2 separate regions of the Mus musculus genome follow, and region 2 is linked to region 1. The links are chromatin contacts, called in public promoter capture Hi-C maps. All regions are on one chromosome and are shown on one strand. The core of a region is the stretch at or near the end of the contact, and the rest is flanking DNA. Distances in the headings are between cores, read along the strand shown. Region 1 holds the start of Snhg12 (small nucleolar RNA host gene 12). Region 2 holds the start of Smpdl3b (sphingomyelin phosphodiesterase, acid-like 3B).

Evidence for each region. Promoter capture Hi-C pulls out the DNA fragments that hold promoters and counts their contacts.
Region 2: a contact with region 1 is called in a promoter capture Hi-C map of cranial neural crest. The contact joins the promoter of Smpdl3b here to the promoter of Snhg12 in region 1. A contact is called at or near these places in 1 of 39 promoter capture datasets (cranial neural crest) and 1 of 115 datasets of contacts at active chromatin or transcription factors (bone marrow-derived macrophages).

The regions. Positions count from the first base shown.
Region 1 is chr4:132,305,840-132,311,192 of GRCm38.p6, reverse strand. It overlaps Snhg12 (small nucleolar RNA host gene 12), which reads right to left and starts at 2,515. Exons shown (of 5, transcript NR_029468.1): 1 at 2,286-2,515; 2 at 1,290-1,355; 3 at 978-1,042; 4 at 689-742; 5 at 169-359. Snora16a (small nucleolar RNA, H/ACA box 16A) reads right to left here and starts at 1,728; the gene lies at 1,593-1,728. It overlaps Snora44 (small nucleolar RNA, H/ACA box 44), which reads right to left and starts at 1,240; the gene lies at 1,124-1,240. Snora61 (small nucleolar RNA, H/ACA box 61) reads right to left here and starts at 886; the gene lies at 825-886. It also overlaps Snord99.
Region 2 is chr4:132,754,380-132,759,732 of GRCm38.p6, reverse strand. Smpdl3b (sphingomyelin phosphodiesterase, acid-like 3B) reads left to right here and starts at 2,562. Exons shown (of 8, transcript NM_133888.2): 1 at 2,562-2,748. The coding sequence starts at 2,688.

The DNA.
Region 1 (5,353 bases), core at 1,266-3,765:
CAGTGGGTAAGAGCACCCGACTGCTCTAGAGATCCTGAGTCAAATCCCAGCAACCACATGGTGGCTCACAACCATCTGTAACAAGATCTGACTCCCTCTTCTGGAGTGTCTGAAGACAGCTATAGTGTACTTACATATAATAAATAAATAAATAAATAAAAAAGAGGACACTTTCCAAAAGTCTTTATTGAACCAACTGCATGTTAATTGACAAAGTATTTCACTTTCCCAAAATGAGGTTTCTCAATGTAGGCCAGGCTGGCCTTAATCTGACTGCAGCTCCGATTCCAATGGCTGCCTGGCAATGTACAAGCCAAAAACTTCTGCTAGCTTCCAGGAGATCCTCTTGTGGAATTTTTCTGAAAAGGAAGTGCAAGTCTATGTTAGTTCCACCTTCAGGCTCATTCCCCAACTCAGGCTTTCCTAAGAACTGGTCTCAGTCCCATATCCGCATTTCTCATCCATAGATGTCCACTGATAATGGGTTTCATCATGGACCAGTGTCTGTACTCATGCAATGTTCAATTGACAAATACCAGCCAACATGGCACACATCTTTGCCCCAGATGTGAACAGCTAACTAGTTCAGACATAAATTATGGAGGTGGCTTATAGATGGCTAGCCACTATGCAAACCTGAATTTCTGCTATACTACTTAGGAAAAGGGTTAACAATCCTTAAGCTTACCCAACAAGTGTAGACCAAATCATATATAATGGCTGCTTCACTGGTTACATGGCCCTTAAAAAAAAAAAACCATGAAAGTAAGCCATTACTCAGCAATACTGATCAGTTCTCAAGTTTTCCCACTTCAAAGCCCAGGCATGTCTGAGTCTGGCCTGCTGCTCTACAGCAGACTGCATCGCTGTGAGGCCAGCTTCAGGGTGCTCTTCCTCCTTAACGACCACCAAGACCAGCGTCAAGATCCGATGGGAAAGGGAAACCGGAGGGTCAGGCTGTCTTAGCCAGCAATTACCTTAGTGTTAGGAGCCTGACAGGCCGTCTTCTCAGACTCTTCCAAGAAATAAGCTCAAGTGTAACCTGCAGAAGAAACATTTGTTGTAAATACCACAGAACAATAGCCTCACAGGTAGAGGGCGCTCAACTTGAGGCCTGATATACATATATAGGAAAGATGAGTGGCAGCTGCAGGCACTGTGCTGACCTGAGCTGTCAAAGTCTCTCCATTACTCTGGCATGCAGTTGGAGATCCCATGGCTACAGGCAGCCACAGCCCTTGGAAACATGCCTCAGGTCTCCCCGGGTAGTGCAACTAAACGGAGCTTACCAGACCCTTCTGCTGTATCGTTGTCCATTATCTTCTGGTCTCCCTCCTCACAATCTTCATCAACAGCTAAGATGAATGGCAACAGAATTAGCCACAATAATCTTGTTCCATATTCCCAGTCATTACCTTATAGGGACTGTGACAGTGACCAAGGCATTGTTTATTTACCAATAGATGATCAATACAGGCCTGAATTGTAAATCAGATTGAGCTCACTCACCGGTCTACCTCCTATCCCCTCCCACCCCCCCCAGGAATAAAAGCCTAAAGATTGCTACATACTCCAGAGAAATAGTAAGGTGAAGCTGTCATTTTCCACAATGTTGCAGATCAGTTACAGGAAACAGAACTGCGACCGTCAAGGAAAATTCTTTCTCTGGGCCACCTTTTTGACCACAGCAGCTATGTAGAAGCTGCTGCAGCTTCGATAAGGGCCACAGACAGCGATAGCAATTGCTAGACCTCAAACCCACAAGCCACATGCCTCACCACTGCCTACTAGAGAGACGCCTGAAAAGGCAATCCTGTGGGCTCCGATGGCTCCTAGTTCAATACGTGAAGCTTTAGACATTGGGATAGGTTCCTGACTATAACCCAAAGCAGTCTCAAATTAATGACCCTACCGCCTACAAACGCTTTTTAACGCGCTGTGGACATCAGGTTTAGCTGAATAAAATGGCGGCTTTTTGCAATCAGAAAGCGAGAAAGCCGAGGTTGTATAATCCTTGCCCAACTCTGTAGGGCCCATTATCCTGACTTTTTTTTTTTTAAGGCTTTAATACTATGGTTGACATAGCGATCGCCTAGCACGTGGTAGGACCCAAATTCCACCCAACATAGGAGCGAGGTTAATCACAAAAAGGTCGCTCGGAGGTAATGGTCACAGGCCCTTCCATTGGCGTCATCCTAATAAGGTTACTGCACCCAAGCACGTAATCCAGTAAAGGCACAAATGCTCTTACCAGATCCCGTCACCCCCAAGCCTACAACACTCACGGGTCAAAAGGCGTGGGGCCCTGAGTTATCACTGCGCATGTGGCCATAACCCGTGCTTCCTTGGACCAGACGGAAAAATCCGGTCCCTTCCCGGCAGGCTCGGTATCTCACGAATCATCCGGAGAGGCGGACGGAGCTGGTGGGCTGGGAAGATGGGGGGCGGGCAACGTTGGGTAGAAGTACAAGGCGCCATAACGAAAACAGACAGGGACCGCGGATGAAGCGAGAAAGGACTGAGAACGGCCTGCACCAGGATTATATACTCTCGCGCCCTCTACTGAGTCTGCGTCATCCACCTGACGCACGGCGCCTCTGGGAAATGTAGTTCTTAGCAAAGCCGGGTTCCTGCTCCTTGTCTGGCCCTGATAGTGGTTTCGACCCAGGCCAGAGCGCTCAACTCAAATCTCTGACCAACTGCCATCACTATGGATTAAGTTCCCGGGCGACTTTGAATTACACCGATCTTAGAAAGGGTTTTCCACATTTGGATGTGCTTAATAAAGAGATTTTGCAAATTAAAAAAAGAGAAGAAAAAAAAAAATGGAGTTTTCCCCCGGAGCATCCCGGGATGGCCTAGAGGGTAACAGCATGCTGGCAGATCTTCTTAAAGAATGACCCTCAGAAGCCAGGCGTGGGGGCGCACGCATTTAATCCCAACACTCGGGAGGCAGAGGCAGGCAGATTTCTGAGTTCGAGGCCAGCCTGTTCTACAAAGTGAGGTCCAGGACAGCCAGGGCTACCCAGAGAAACCCTGTCTCAAAAAACCAAAATTTTGTTCTTCTTTTTTTCTTTTCTTTTCAAAGATTTATTTATTTATTTGATGTATATATGAGTACACTGTCACTGTCTTCAGACACACCAGAAGAGGGCATTAGATCCAATTACAGGTGGTTATGAGCCACCATGTGGTTGCTGGGATTTGAACTCAGGACCTTTGGAAAAGCAGCCAGTGCTCTTAACTGCTGAGCCATCTCTCCAGCCCACCTTTTTTTTTTTTTTTTCTATTTTATTTTCTTTGATAGGGGAATATAGTTTATTTGGCTTATAATTCCAGATTGCAGTCCTTCATGACAGGAAAGTCACGGTCGGGGGTCCGGGGGGATGGCTAGCAGGTTGTATCACGTCTACAGTTTAAAGTAGAGAGGTGACATTTTCTTTTCTTTTTTTGTTTTGTTTTGGTTTGGTTTTGGTTTTACAACACAGGGTTTCTCTGTAGAGCTCTAGCTGTCCTGGAACTCACTTTGTAGGCCAGGCTGGCCTCAAACTCAGAAATCCTCCTGCCTCTGCCTCCCGGGTGCTGGGATTAAAGCCATGCACCACCACACCCGGTAACATTTTCTTTTTTTTTTTATTTTTTGTTTTTATTTTACACAGCATCTCACTAGTTTGTCCAGGCAGACCTCAGCCTCTCAAGTAGCTGGAATTACAAGCATCCTTCCAGGTCCAATTTCTTTCCTTCCCCAATGTTAGGAAGGGTGTCACTGGACTTACCACATGCTGCTCCCAAGCTATTCCCCTTAGCTCCTACATACACCTGAAAAAATAGGTTTCCAGGCAGGAGAGATGGCTCAGCAGTTAAGAGCACTGACTGCTCTTACAAAGGTCCTGAGTTCAGTTCCCAGCAACCACATGGTGCCTCACAACCATCTGCAATGTGTCTAAAGACAACTACAATGTACTCATAAAATAAATAAATAAATAAATAAATAAATAAATAAATCTTTTTTTTTTTTTTTAATTTAAGAAAAAATAGGTTTCAGGCTGGAGAGGTGCCTCAGAGGTTAAAAGCATTTGCTGTGCAAACATGAAGACCACAATTTGGATCCTACCACCCCTTCTCCCCTCCCCCAGCAAGCTGGGAGTGGTAGTTTAGGGAGCTTGTTTTTTTGAGACAGGGTTTCACTATACAGACCACGCTGGCCTTGAACTGCCTCTTCCTCCTGAGTGCTTGGATTAAAGACATGCACCATACTGCCTTGCCTTGCCTTTTTTAAAAAGGATTTTATTTATTTATTATATATATATGAGTACACTGTAGCTGTACAGATGGTTGTGAGCCTTCATGTGGTTGCTGGGAATTGAACTCAGGACTTCTGCTCACTCCGGTCCACTCCCTCCAGCCCTGCTGGCTCTGGCCCAAAGATTTAATTATTACATGTAAGTACACTGTAGCTGTCTTCAGACACACCAAACGGGGGCGTCAGATCTCATTACGGATGGTTGTGAGTCGCCATGTGGTTGCTGAGACTTGAACTCAGGACCTTTGGAAGAGCAGTCATTACTCTTAACCGCTGAGCCATCTCTCCAGCCCTTTCCTTGCTTTTGTTTAAGACTTGGTTTCTCGGGCTGGTGAGATGGCTCAGCGGGTAAGAGCACCCGACTGCTCTTCCGAAGGTCAGGAGTTCAAATCCCAGCAACCACATGGTGGCTCACAACCATCCGTAACGAGATCTGATGCCCTCTTCTGGAGTGTCTGAAGACAGCTACAGTGTACTTACAAATAATAAATAAATAAATCTTAAAAAAAAAAAAAAAAAAAAAAAAAAGACTTGGTTTCTCATTTGCCTGAAGTTTGCCCATGGAGTAAGAGAATGTCCAGCGATTGCCTGTCTCCTCCTCCCAGGGCTGAGGTTGCTGACATCCTCTTGGCTTTATTACGGGTCTTCTCAGGATGGCACTCATGTCCTCAGGCCAGTGTGGCAAGCACTTTACCAGCTGAGCTATTTACTGCTTTAGCCCAAGTACGTGTTTCCTTCCTTGTCTTCCTCATTAGAATGAGAGCTCCCCAAGAGCAGGAACCCCTCCTCTGTCTGCTCCATGCTCTGTGCGTACTTGTATATAACAGATGGAACGGAACAGATGGTGATGCACGCCTGAAATCCCAGCACTTGGGAGGCAGAAGCAGGCGGATTTCTGAGTTCAAGGCCAGCCTGGTCTACAGAGTAACAGGACAGCCAGGGCTGCACAGAGAAACCCTCTCTCGGAAAAAAAAAAACCAAACCAAAACAAAAAAACCAAAACAAAAAGATGGAACGGAGCTGCGGGTGGTGGCGCACGCCTTTAATCCC
Region 2 (5,353 bases), core at 1,313-3,812, 450 kb before region 1:
TTTCCTCCCAAAGTTTTATGATGTTTAAATGTGTAAGAAATCAAACCGTAGGATCAGAACCTCTAGCAGTTGCGATGCAGTCTCATTGACCAAATCTGACTGTACCGAGGTTTGGTACCTTTAAGGTTTGGTTCTGTGCCATAGTAATACCTGCAGACACCCCACAACACATGAGCACCCTGAACATAGATTTCCGAGATTCCAGGAATGGGAACCAATACATTTCTGCTCTTTACAACTATCCAGTCCCAGGTCTTATGTTAAAGTAACAGAAAATGGGCCAAGACAACTTCTGTACCTCAGACACCGTGCCCTTTTCTTCCCGTGTTCATCCTTCGGAGATGCAAATTGGGCTGTCTGTTTTTTCTTCTCTTTTTTAAGATTTATTGGGCTGGAGAGATGGCTCAGTGGTTAAGAGCACTGACTGCTCTTTCAAAGGTCCTGAGTTCAATTCCCAGCAACCACATGGTGGCTCACAACCATCTGTAATGGGATCCAATGCCCTCTTCTGGTGTGTCTGGAGAAATAAATAAATAAATAAATAAGAAGGGGCTGGTGAGATGGCTCAGTGGGTTAGAGCACCCGACTGCTCTTCCGAAGGTCCAGCGTTCAAATCCCAGCAACCATATGGTGGCTCACAACCATCCGTAACGAGATCTGACTCCCTCTTCTGGAGTGTCTGAAGACAGCTACAATGTACTTACATATAAAAAATAAAATAAAATAAAATAAATAAATAAGAAGAAAGAAGGAGAAGGAGGAGGAGGAGGAGAAGGAGGAGGAGGGGATGCTGGAGAGATGGCTCCACGGTTGTTAAGAGCCCTGGGTACTCATCCAAAGGACCCAGGTTCAATTCACAGCATCCAAACAGCAGCTCACAACTGTTGGTAACCCCTGTTCCAGAGGATCAGCCACCCTCACACAGACATACATTCAGGCAAAACACCAATGCACATAAAATAAAAATAAATTAAAAAAAAAAGATTTATTTAGGCTGGGCGTGATGGTGCACAGGAGGCAATCCCAGCACTCAGGGTACTCAGGAGGCAAAGGCAGGCAGATCTCTGTGATTTCCAGGCCAGCCTGGTCTATGGATCGAGTTTCAGGACAGTCACCCTGCTACAGAGAAACCCTGTCTTTAAAAAAGGAAAAGAAGAAGAAAAGAAAAAAATCATGTTTTATATATATGAGTATTTTCCATATATATATATGCATATATATACATACACACACACATATATATGCATGCATATATAATATATATATATATGCATGCACTATGGCACTGTGTGTGTAGTGGCACTGAATGCCCTGGAACTGGAGTTAAAGACCGCCTTTACCCTCTATGTAGTTGATGGAAACCAAACCTGAGTCCTCTGCAAGAGCAGCCAGTGTTCTTAACTGCTGAGCCATCTCTCCAGCCTCAACTTTGCCTCTGATCCTCTTCTTGGCTTCCCAAAGCTCCCAGCTCAAACATCTAAGCACAGCCTGGCTCCTGCCTGCTTCAGAGCCTCAGAAGCCCCCATCACTCTTTGCAAAACTCTTCCCCCTCCACTCTTCCTCCTGCCTCACTAACGCTCCTCTCCCACCTCCCACACAACCTGTTTTCTCCTGTGTTCATCAAGTTCAAGCTGGTTAGGCGTGGGAGTGTGGCGGTGAGCTAGACAGTTTGCCTTGCTTGAGTGAAGATCTGGGTTTCATCCCTGTACGGACAACAACAGGAGCAAAAAAACAAAAAGAACAAATAGAAATAAATAAACCACAAAAAGACAAAGCCCAAACCATCCCTAACTGCAAGGGAAAAAAAAAATCAAAACAAAGGGAGTAAGTTTATGTCATCTCCTTCCAGAAACCTCTCATCGCCTTCCTCAGACTTGAGTCACAGCTCTCTCTGTCTTCTCAGGTTAGGTAACTTGCTAAGGAGTGATTCAGCCCTCAGGCTCTCAAGGCATGTTCAGGGGGACAACACCATCTTATCTCCCTTTTGCCCAGTTTCTAGTAGTCCTCATCTCCTGGCACGATCAGCAAATAACTCTGTTTGTTGTTTGTTTGTAATATCGTTTCAGGTAGCCCAGACTGGCCCCAAAGTCATCAAAGTAGCCTAGGATGGCCTTGAACTCCTAATCCTCCTGCCTCAAGAGTGCCAGGGCTATCCTTGAGAGAGGGCTTGCACATCTGGTTTTAAGGCTAGCTTTTAAGGCTCTTTGGTTGCCACAGGTAGCTAATTCATTCATCCATCCGTGTTGCAGCTCTGCAAGGAGAAGACAGTAAGTCGATGGTGCTTCCTGCATTTTCTGGAGGCTGACTGAACCGAAATGCCTTCAATTCGACTAGAAAACTTTAAAGCGTACCTCGAAGATCCTATCATTTTGCTCCTAAGTACTTATGAATTTCTTTCGAAAAGTCGGGGAACTCCAACACAGCACCTTGCAACACAGATGCGGTTTCCACAGAGACCTACAAGCTATTCCAGCGCTCACTGGTGCGTCCCTCCTCCAATCAAGCGCACGCCCTGCTGGGCAAGAGAGGGAAAAGCAAGAGCAGCCATCCGCCAAGGATAACTTGGAACACTGGAAGCAGCCAAACGAGTAGTTCTGCCCAGACACGTGGCTGGCCACAAGGTGGGAACCCGCGGCGCAGACGGACTTGGAGGAGCTTCGGCCGCCCGCCGTGGGGGGATCCAGAGGATGACGCTGCTCGGGTGGCTGATATTCCTGGCCCCCTGGGGAGTCGCAGGGGCTCAACTAGGTAGGGCTGCGGGGGAAACCTGCTTGATTTTTGTTTCGTTCTAGGAACTGGGGCTGGGGTCTGTGCTGCCGGGAACCGTTCACAGATCGTGGCTTTAAAAGGAAAGTAGATTAGAGGTTGAAGCGCAGAGACTTAGCCATCAAGGCTGTTTGTGTGTGTAGCTCAGTTGGGAGACAGAGTTCAACGGCAGTCTAGGATGCATGAAACATTGTTCCAAAAGCAAAACCAAACCAAAAAGTGCTCAAGAGGATTTTAAGTGCCAGGGGCAGGACACAGACTTTGCCAGGGGGACAAGGATCTAGTACATGAAAGCTAGACACTGAGAGGGAGCCGGTGGTCGGGAAGATTCGCGAACTCAATCAGGACACTCAGATAGAAGGCTCTGAGGTACAGTGGTTGTTCAAATGAGCGCGTTCCATCTCTGGGACTCCAGAAAAGAAACACAAAACATTGCCACCGAGAGGTCCAGTTCCCCAAACCCATACGGTGGAAGGAGAAAATCTTATTTCTGCAATTTGTCTTCTGTGGTGTCTGTCCACCCAATAGATAAATGTAAAAGAAAACAAAACCAAACCTCAAACAAACATAAACACAAAAGCATTAGTTAGAAGCCCATCTCTGTACCCTGGATGAGTGTAGGAACCAGGAAGACAGAAAGAAACCAGGAAAAAAAAAAATCAGGACTTAAAGGAAGAAACATTCCCTCAGCTGGGATGACACGATAATCACAGTAATCCAGGTTTTGTTTTTGATTTTTAAAGGCATAGTATTCCAAGGTGACCTTGAAGGGGTTTTTTTTTTTCCCTTGAGATAATGGTCTAACTGTGTAGCCCTGGCTAGCCTAGAACTTACAATGTAGATCAATCTGGCTTTGTACTCAAAGATCCACTAGCTTCTGTCTCTCAAGTGTTGGGATTGAAGATTTGCGCTATCACACCAGTCAAAAGTTACACTTGCTTTTTGAATTACAACTCAGAAATAGGAGGTAGATGTAGTCCAGAAGATCTGTAAGCCACTGCCTAAGAAAGTTTATTGTTTTTACCTGTGTGAGTGTTTTGCCTGCATGTATGCACATGTGTGCCTGCTGCCCCATGGAGGCCAGAAGAGGCCATCAGATTCTCTGGGTCTGGAGTTAAAGACAGTTGTTGGTGCTGGGGAATTGAACCTGGGTCCTCTGTGAAAGCAGCCAGTGCACTTAACCACTGAGCTATCTCTCCAACCCCTGTGCACATGATATATTTTACATAATATCATCGCAACAGCTTAGCTTGTGAAGTATCTTTAATGTCCGTTTTACCCAGAAAAACTGACCTTGAGAGAGTAACTAGCCCAGGGTTACACAGCTGCTGAGTCTGGCCTGAAGCAGGCTGTCCAGCTGTGCTCCGTGTATAATCCGGCACTTTGCCGGAGTAGCCCACTAAGGAAGGCCAGAGGCAATTAACAATTGTTGAGCACTTTCAGTGACCCTAGACTTGGCATTAGGTTCTTGGAAAACTGTCTCTTTAAAACTTATTTGAAAATGAAAAAAATAAAAGTCTTGATCATATATATATACACACACACACACACACACACACACACACACATATATATCATGCCTACACACACACTGTGCGGAGATCAGAGGAGAACTTGCTTGGAGGAGATAGTTCTCTCCTTCCACCTCGTGCGTGACTCATGGGTCCTAGGGATGAAACTCAGGTCATCAGACTTGGTGGCAGTTCCTTCACTGCTGGGCCACCTGGCTGTGCAGGTTATTGAATCTCAGGGAGCTCCCTGTGTTGCTCAGGTTTACCTTGAACCTCTGAGCTCAAGTGAGCCTCCAAGAACCTCCTTAGTAGCCAGCACCACCGGCCCACACCACACCTGGATGTTCCCAGGAGACTGGGTACTGTTACCACCATATTCATTTCACAAGAAGCTTGAGGGACACAACGCCTGTCTGCAACCCCGTAGTCAGGGCGAACGTTGCTTATTTGCTGTAAGCCAAATGCCCTTCCGCGCTTTCCCTGGAACTGTGGACTGAATTTTTTTTTTTAAGACTATCTTCTATTTTCTTCACATTGGCTGGAATACACACATGTATAACTTTAAAACAGAAAGTAGATTTAAAAGAGAATTTCAGTGCTGGAGAGATGGCTCAGTAGTTAAGAGCACTGACTGCTCTTCTGATGGTCCTGAGTTCAAATCCCAGCAACCACATGGTGCCTCACAACCATCCGTAATGAGATCTGATGCCCTCTTCTGGTGCATCTGGACTCAGCTACAGTGTACTTAGATATAATAATAAATAAATCTTAAAAAAAAAAAAAAAGGAATTCCAGGGCTGGAGAGATGGCTTAGTGATTAAGAGTACTAACTGCTCTTCCGAAGGTCCTGAGTTTAATTCCCAGCAACCACATGGTGGCTCACAACCATCGGTAGTGGGGTCTGGTGCCCTCTTCTGGTGTGTTACAGTGTACTCACATATAATAAATAAATCTCAAAAAAAAAAAAATTCCAGGAGCTGGATGGCTCAGTGGTTAAGAGCACCCATGTTGAGAGGCTCACAATTGCCTGTTAACTCTAGCCCCAGAGGATCCCACACTTCTGGCCCCCACAAGCA